Regions from separate parts of the Mus musculus genome. Here region 2 is linked to region 1. A link is a contact called in public promoter capture Hi-C data. All regions are on one chromosome and are shown on one strand. Each heading gives the region's core, a stretch centred on a gene start, on an enhancer-like site or on the middle of the called end of the contact. The rest is flanking DNA. Distances are from core to core; before and after follow the strand shown. Region 1 holds the start of Otud3 (OTU domain containing 3). Region 2 overlaps Tmco4 (transmembrane and coiled-coil domains 4).

Region 1 (2,700 bases), core at 116-2,615:
CAATGAGTTCATGGTCTATCTCATTTCTTGTCACAGGATGTCTTAGTTAGGGTTTTATTGCTGTGAGGGAACATCATCACCGAAAAGGAAGTTGGGGAGGAAATGGCCTATTTGGCTTCCTCAGTTGAGGAAGTGTCTCCATGAGATCTGGCTGTAGAGCTTTTCTTAATTAGTGATCAATGGGGGAGGGCCCAGCCCATTATGGGTGGTGCCATCCCTAAGCGTGTAGTCCTGGGTTCTATAAGAAAGCAGGCTGCGTGTTGTCAATTCCTTTAGGCTCTGCCCAACAGTTACCTAGCAACAGCTTGCGTTTCTCCCTGCCAGGTTTGAAGACCACTGTTAACCATAATCTCTCTCTCTCATATCCCTGACTGGACCCTACCTCTGTTTCTCTCTTCTCTTTCTGTCCTTCTCTGTCCCCCTCCTTTCTCTGCCTCTACTCCTTTTCCAGGTTCCCTTCCCTTCCCTCGATAAACTTCCTTTTGTTCTAGGCCTGTCGTATGGTGGTGAGTCCTCAGAGGAATGGGCCTGCTGAGGTTCTCCTGCCGCCACATTATACTGCCGTTTTATAAAACATAACACTGAGCAAGTCAGGGGAAGCAAGCCAGTAAGCAGCGCCCTCCATGGCCTCTGCATCAGCTCCTGCCTCGGGGGTTTTAGACCTGCTTGAGTTCCTGTCCTGATGGCCTCCAAGGATGGATGCTGATCTTGAAGTGTAAGCCAACTTGTAGCTCACTGATTGGCTAAACTGCCTGGCAGTGAGTGCAGTGGGCTGTCTCTTCCTCCTTAGGGATGGGATCACAGGGGCTCTCTGACAGGCCTACCCTTCTTAAAGTGGGTGATGGAGATCCGAACTCAGGTCGAACCTGGCATATGGAGCAAGCACTTATATGGACTGAGCTATTTCCCTAGCTACTGTAGGCTGAGTTTTTAAAGGGTCTGTGCACGCACGCAGGCGTTTGTAATTGATTGCGGATTAGCGCATTCTAGACAAACATATTCCCTTATCATCCTTTCCTTGTCCTGGAACTCACTCTGTAGACCAGGCTGGCCTCGAACTCAGAAATTCGCCTGCCTCTGCCTCCCAAGTGCTGGGATTAAAGGCGTGCGCCACCAGGCCCGGTCACCCTTTCCTTCTTTTCCGCATTTTTTTGCTCTTGCCTCTCTTCTGACATCCTCAGTCATCCTTGACCTGTCTGGTCCCACTGCGCCTCACTGAGCACTACCCACCACGAGGGGGCAGAAAATAACCAACAAAACAGGTGCTTCTCTAGTCTTCCTATCTTTCTCTATGGTGCCTGCTGGCCCCGCCCCGGGGGCGGAGCTACCACCACGTGACCTGGCTGCCAGGCGACCGCGCCGGCGCAGTGGCCGCGCCGCTGTCGCCAGGCGTCGTCCCCCTGCGCCGCTCCGCCCGGTGGCCGGCTGAGGCTGCGGCCCCGGGCTCTGCGGCTCCGGCTCCGGCTTCGGCTCCTTCCGCGGCGAAGCCGTGTGCCGCCGCAGCCATGTCCCGAAAGCAAGCGGCGAAGAGCCGGCCGGGCAGCGGCGGCCGCAGAGCCGAGGCGGAGCGTAAGCGGGACGAGCGGGCGGCGCGCCGGGCGCTGGCCAAGGAGCGGCGGAACCGGCCCGATCCTGGCGGCAGCGGCTGCGAAGAAGAGTTTGTGAGCTTCGCCAACCAACTGCAGGCCCTGGGGCTGAAGCTGCGGGAGGTGCCGGGGGACGGGTGAGGCGGGCCGGGAGTGCGGGAAGCGGCGCTGGGGATGCGCAGGGCCGGTCGCTGAGGGGGAAGCAAGGGTCAGGCTTGGTGGAACGCTGCGGCAGGGTCCCCCGAGGGTCCGAGCGGGTCTGAGAGGTGACCTCGAGGTGCAGCTGTCATGAAGCCGAATGGGAAAGGACCTAGGTCCCGCTCGGTGTCATGCTGGCCCTCCTGGGTGTCCTCGCCCACTTTTGCACTGGGGTATCGAGGGCGGAGAGCTAAAGGTAGCTTCCACAGAGCTTGCTTCCCACGTTTTGGGTTCCCCAAGTAAAAGGCATGAGAGTCCCGGGCCAGCTGTTTCTGGGAGCCGGATACAAGAGTAGCAGCTGGAAACAGAACGGAGGAAGGCGAGGGGAAGCAACTTAATGGAACGGGGACATGGGTCCAGGAACGTGGGGAGAGAGAAGGAAAAGAATAAAGAAACGGGGAGAGGAACGGGTTAGCAGGTCCGAGGGAGCCTGCCTGCTAGGTGTGTTGTTGCAAGAGGCACTGTTAGTGTGTTCTCCTCTAGGAATGGTCAGGTTGAGCCATGGAAGAATGGAATACAGCTAAGGAGTCTACAAAGGCAGATGTGGCAATGAGACTGGGGGATTTGCCTGGGCTATAGGGTGACAGGGTTTCAAAAAACAAAACCCAACAAAACCAAACCAATCTTTCCCTCTTGAGAAAGTCTCGCTATGTAGTCTTAGGGCTGGCCGGGAATCCCCTGTGTAGACCAGGTTGCCCTTAAACTCATAGCCATCTGCTGGGATTAAAGATGTGTGCCTCTGTCCCACTACATAAAGTATTTTCTTCATTTGATACACTACGCTGAATTTTATTGATCAAGACTCAATAAACTAACCCCATTTGTATCTCCTGCCTTCAGAGCTTCCGGCAAATTGGATAGGTATTTTGTTTAAGTTGCAATTAGAGTTAATTGTATTCAGCTACTGCTTCGAACA
Region 2 (2,700 bases), core at 181-2,680, 140 kb before region 1:
CTGCCCACAGCTCTGGCTTCCTCTGCTACTGTCTTGGCCACACACAGTCCGCCAGCTGCTGTTCTATAAAGACCCACGATGTTGTTGCTGGTACCCCATGTTTACAGTCAGTGGAGGGGAGGTCTCCCAGGGGTAAGGTGGGGCAAGGGTGGGTGTGACACAGTTGACACTGAAGTTTTCAGCCCATGACCACCTCCCCAGCTGTCCCTCTGAGCTTTGCCTGCTGCCTGGTACAGTCAGGCATCACTAATGTAAAGCAGCCATCTTTCATGACTGATGAAAAAAAGCCCCAGGACGCACCAGGCAGCTCCCAGCACATGCTGTCAACCAGCAAAGGCTTATTAGACTATTGGCCAAGAGACTGTGGACTCCAGTTACCAGGTCCATGTGGGCAGGAATGGGCCCCAACATTTCCCCTTTCCTGCCTTACAAGAGACCTGGCCTGGCTGCCACCACCCCACCTGTCTATGCCGATGATCCTTCCCATGCCCACTAGGCCCTGGGTTCCCCAGTGCCACTTGTTTCTGTAAAATGAAGCTGACAATAACCGCAGCCCCATATGGGCTGGCATGGGCAGGAGACCATGGGGATACAGGCGTGTTTGGCAGGACTGCAAATGGCTGACCAGGCTCTGGAGGTTTAGGAACACAGGCAACATTCTGGCAGAGGGCCCAGGCTCTGAGGCAGTTCCCTGGGTTTCTGGCTTGAATCTACAATGTCCTCTCAGGCTCAGGTTCATTCTCTAACTGGTGGTGTTGTGAGGCTGTGAAACCTGTGCTAGCGCCCTGTGGGTGGAGTAGGTCACTAGAAGTGGGCTTTCAATGGGACACCCAGACCCTGGCTCCTCCCTCGCCCTTTGATTTCAAGCTATCCCTCTGTGAACTGCTTCCTGTTGGACCTTTCCCTCCCTGGCAGACTGAAACCTGACTAAGCCGTGAGCGCAGATAATTCCTCGCTTAAGGTATTTCTGCCAAGGAGCAGAAAGTCACTGGTATGCTCGAGTTTGCCACTCCAGCCTCGGTTTCCACATCTGGACAGTGGATCAGTATGCCTTCCTGGGACTTTTTGTAGGGTCTCCTGACACAGGGTGGCTGTTGTCACTGCTGGTGCTATTACTGACTGTGAACTCTGTGACAGGTTCTTTGTTAAGTCCTAGACATCAGGTACATCCTCTGGGACATGGAGAGATTTGTCCTGGACAGCTTCACTCGGTGAGCCCTGCGATGGTGAAAACCCTCCACTTCCTGCAGCCTAGAGTGGGGCAGGCTGACAGGCAAACCGGCATCTTAGCCAGGGTCCCTTTATCCATCCCAGACATTGTCCACGCCTGCCACAGGGAGGACGGACAGACAGGTCTGTAGTCTCTGCTGCAAACGGAGCTGCCAGGCAAGTCCTACAGAGGGAGCCCTGCCAGCCCCTCTTCCAGCAAGCTGCCAAGGAAAGGCAGGGACACAAAGGCAATGCTAATTACCTCTAATTAGTCAGAGGAGGGAAGCACCGCTTTGCTGAGGCCCCTAATGTGATAAAGAGCTATTATTAGGCAGAGCTACAAAGCTGAGCCAAAGCCAAGGTCTTTGAGGAGGGAGAGGTCTGGGAGCAGTTAGTCTCCAGGGTGGAGAAGTGAGAGTGGTGACCTGGCTGAAGAGGAGGGGACTAATATTAGGGAGCACTCATGAGCCCAGAGCCCTAGGCCTTGCATCTTCAGTAAACATCCCATATAATGGGCCAGTGCTATATTATGTTCTTGCTTGGCCGGCACCAGGGTCTACTGCTTTGAGTGCAGCCCATGTCCTGCCCCGAAGTCCTCTGCGTGCTTTGGTTATATATGGGGGAAGTGTGGTGGTGGTGGTGGTGGCGGGACAGCTCTGACTGGTCATCTGGGGTGAAGGTGTTGAGGGGGTTTGGTAATTTGAGGACTCTAGGGGTTTGGATCCAGCCCTGTGAATTGCTTGTTAGGAGACAGGAAGTTTTCTAACCCTTGATTTCCTCATCTGTAAATGAGGTAGAACAGTCCCTGCCTGGAGGGTAGCTTGAGGATTATAGCCACCAGGGAACGGCTGGGATTGAGCTCAGCTCGCAAGAGGCAGGTATGTGCAGGTACCATCTCCAAGTGCTGGAGTGACCTGGTGCCCCTCATACACAGGCCAATGGGACAGACCAAGACTCACCACGGAGGTCAGGTCCACATTCTCCATCCTCCGGTCCTGCAGCAGCACAGGCTGGAGGCCGGCGACGCGGAGCTGCACGGAAGATGTGCGGTACACGAAGCTCAGCAGCCAGTCTCCCCTACAGGCAGAAAGAGGGGCCATCAGCCTGAGCCCGGGCAGGTTGGGCCTTTGACCCGTGGGCAACTGACCAACTGGGCATAGTTACTACACAGACTGGGTTGGCCTCAAACTCACAATCCTTCCATGTCAGCCTCCAAGTGCTAGGATGGCATGTGGGCACCAGAGTGGTCTCTAGATGCTCTCAGGGCTCTGGCCTCCAGCTGGTACCTCCTCCTTCCCCTCCAGAGATGAATCCCTTTACAAGGGAACCTTGCTCTTTTCCTGTAGGCTCATCCATCACAGGCCCTTTATTGACTGTCCCTCCCTGGCCTTCAGCTGTCACCCAGGGCCTCTGGTCTCTGAGCTCTGCAGGGTGCTTGCCTAGTATACACAAACCCTGCTTTTGTTCCTTAGCACTGTGTAAGTCAGAATC

The links. Promoter capture Hi-C pulls out the DNA fragments that hold promoters and counts their contacts.
Region 2: a promoter capture Hi-C map of hippocampal neurons shows a contact between it and region 1, with 5 times the contacts expected there. The contact joins the enhancer-like site here to the promoter of Otud3 in region 1. A contact is called at or near these places in 12 of 39 promoter capture datasets (the 3T3-L1 cell line, 3T3-L1-derived adipocytes, embryonic stem cells and 6 more), 12 of 484 Hi-C or Micro-C datasets (B cells, the CH12 cell line, bone marrow-derived macrophages and 7 more), 9 of 115 datasets of contacts at active chromatin or transcription factors (bone marrow-derived dendritic cells, craniofacial prominence, embryonic basal ganglia and 6 more) and 3 of 9 other capture datasets (adipose tissue, embryonic stem cells and pancreatic islet).

Annotation. Positions count from the first base shown.
Region 1 is chr4:138,912,633-138,915,332 of GRCm38.p6, reverse strand. Otud3 (OTU domain containing 3) reads left to right here and starts at 1,365. Exons shown (of 8, transcript NM_028453.2): 1 at 1,365-1,723. The coding sequence starts at 1,506.
Region 2 is chr4:139,053,486-139,056,185 of GRCm38.p6, reverse strand. It overlaps Tmco4 (transmembrane and coiled-coil domains 4), which reads right to left. Exons shown (of 17, transcript NM_029857.3): 16 at 2,169-2,286. Among named protein-coding and RNA genes, the nearest start is that of Htr6, 21 kb to the left of the region's middle. Within about 2 kb of position 1,430, at least 23 of the 459 cell types and tissues checked have an H3K27ac peak or open chromatin away from gene starts, as enhancers often do. A contact at or near this core is called in hippocampal neurons and neural stem cells, where this site is marked.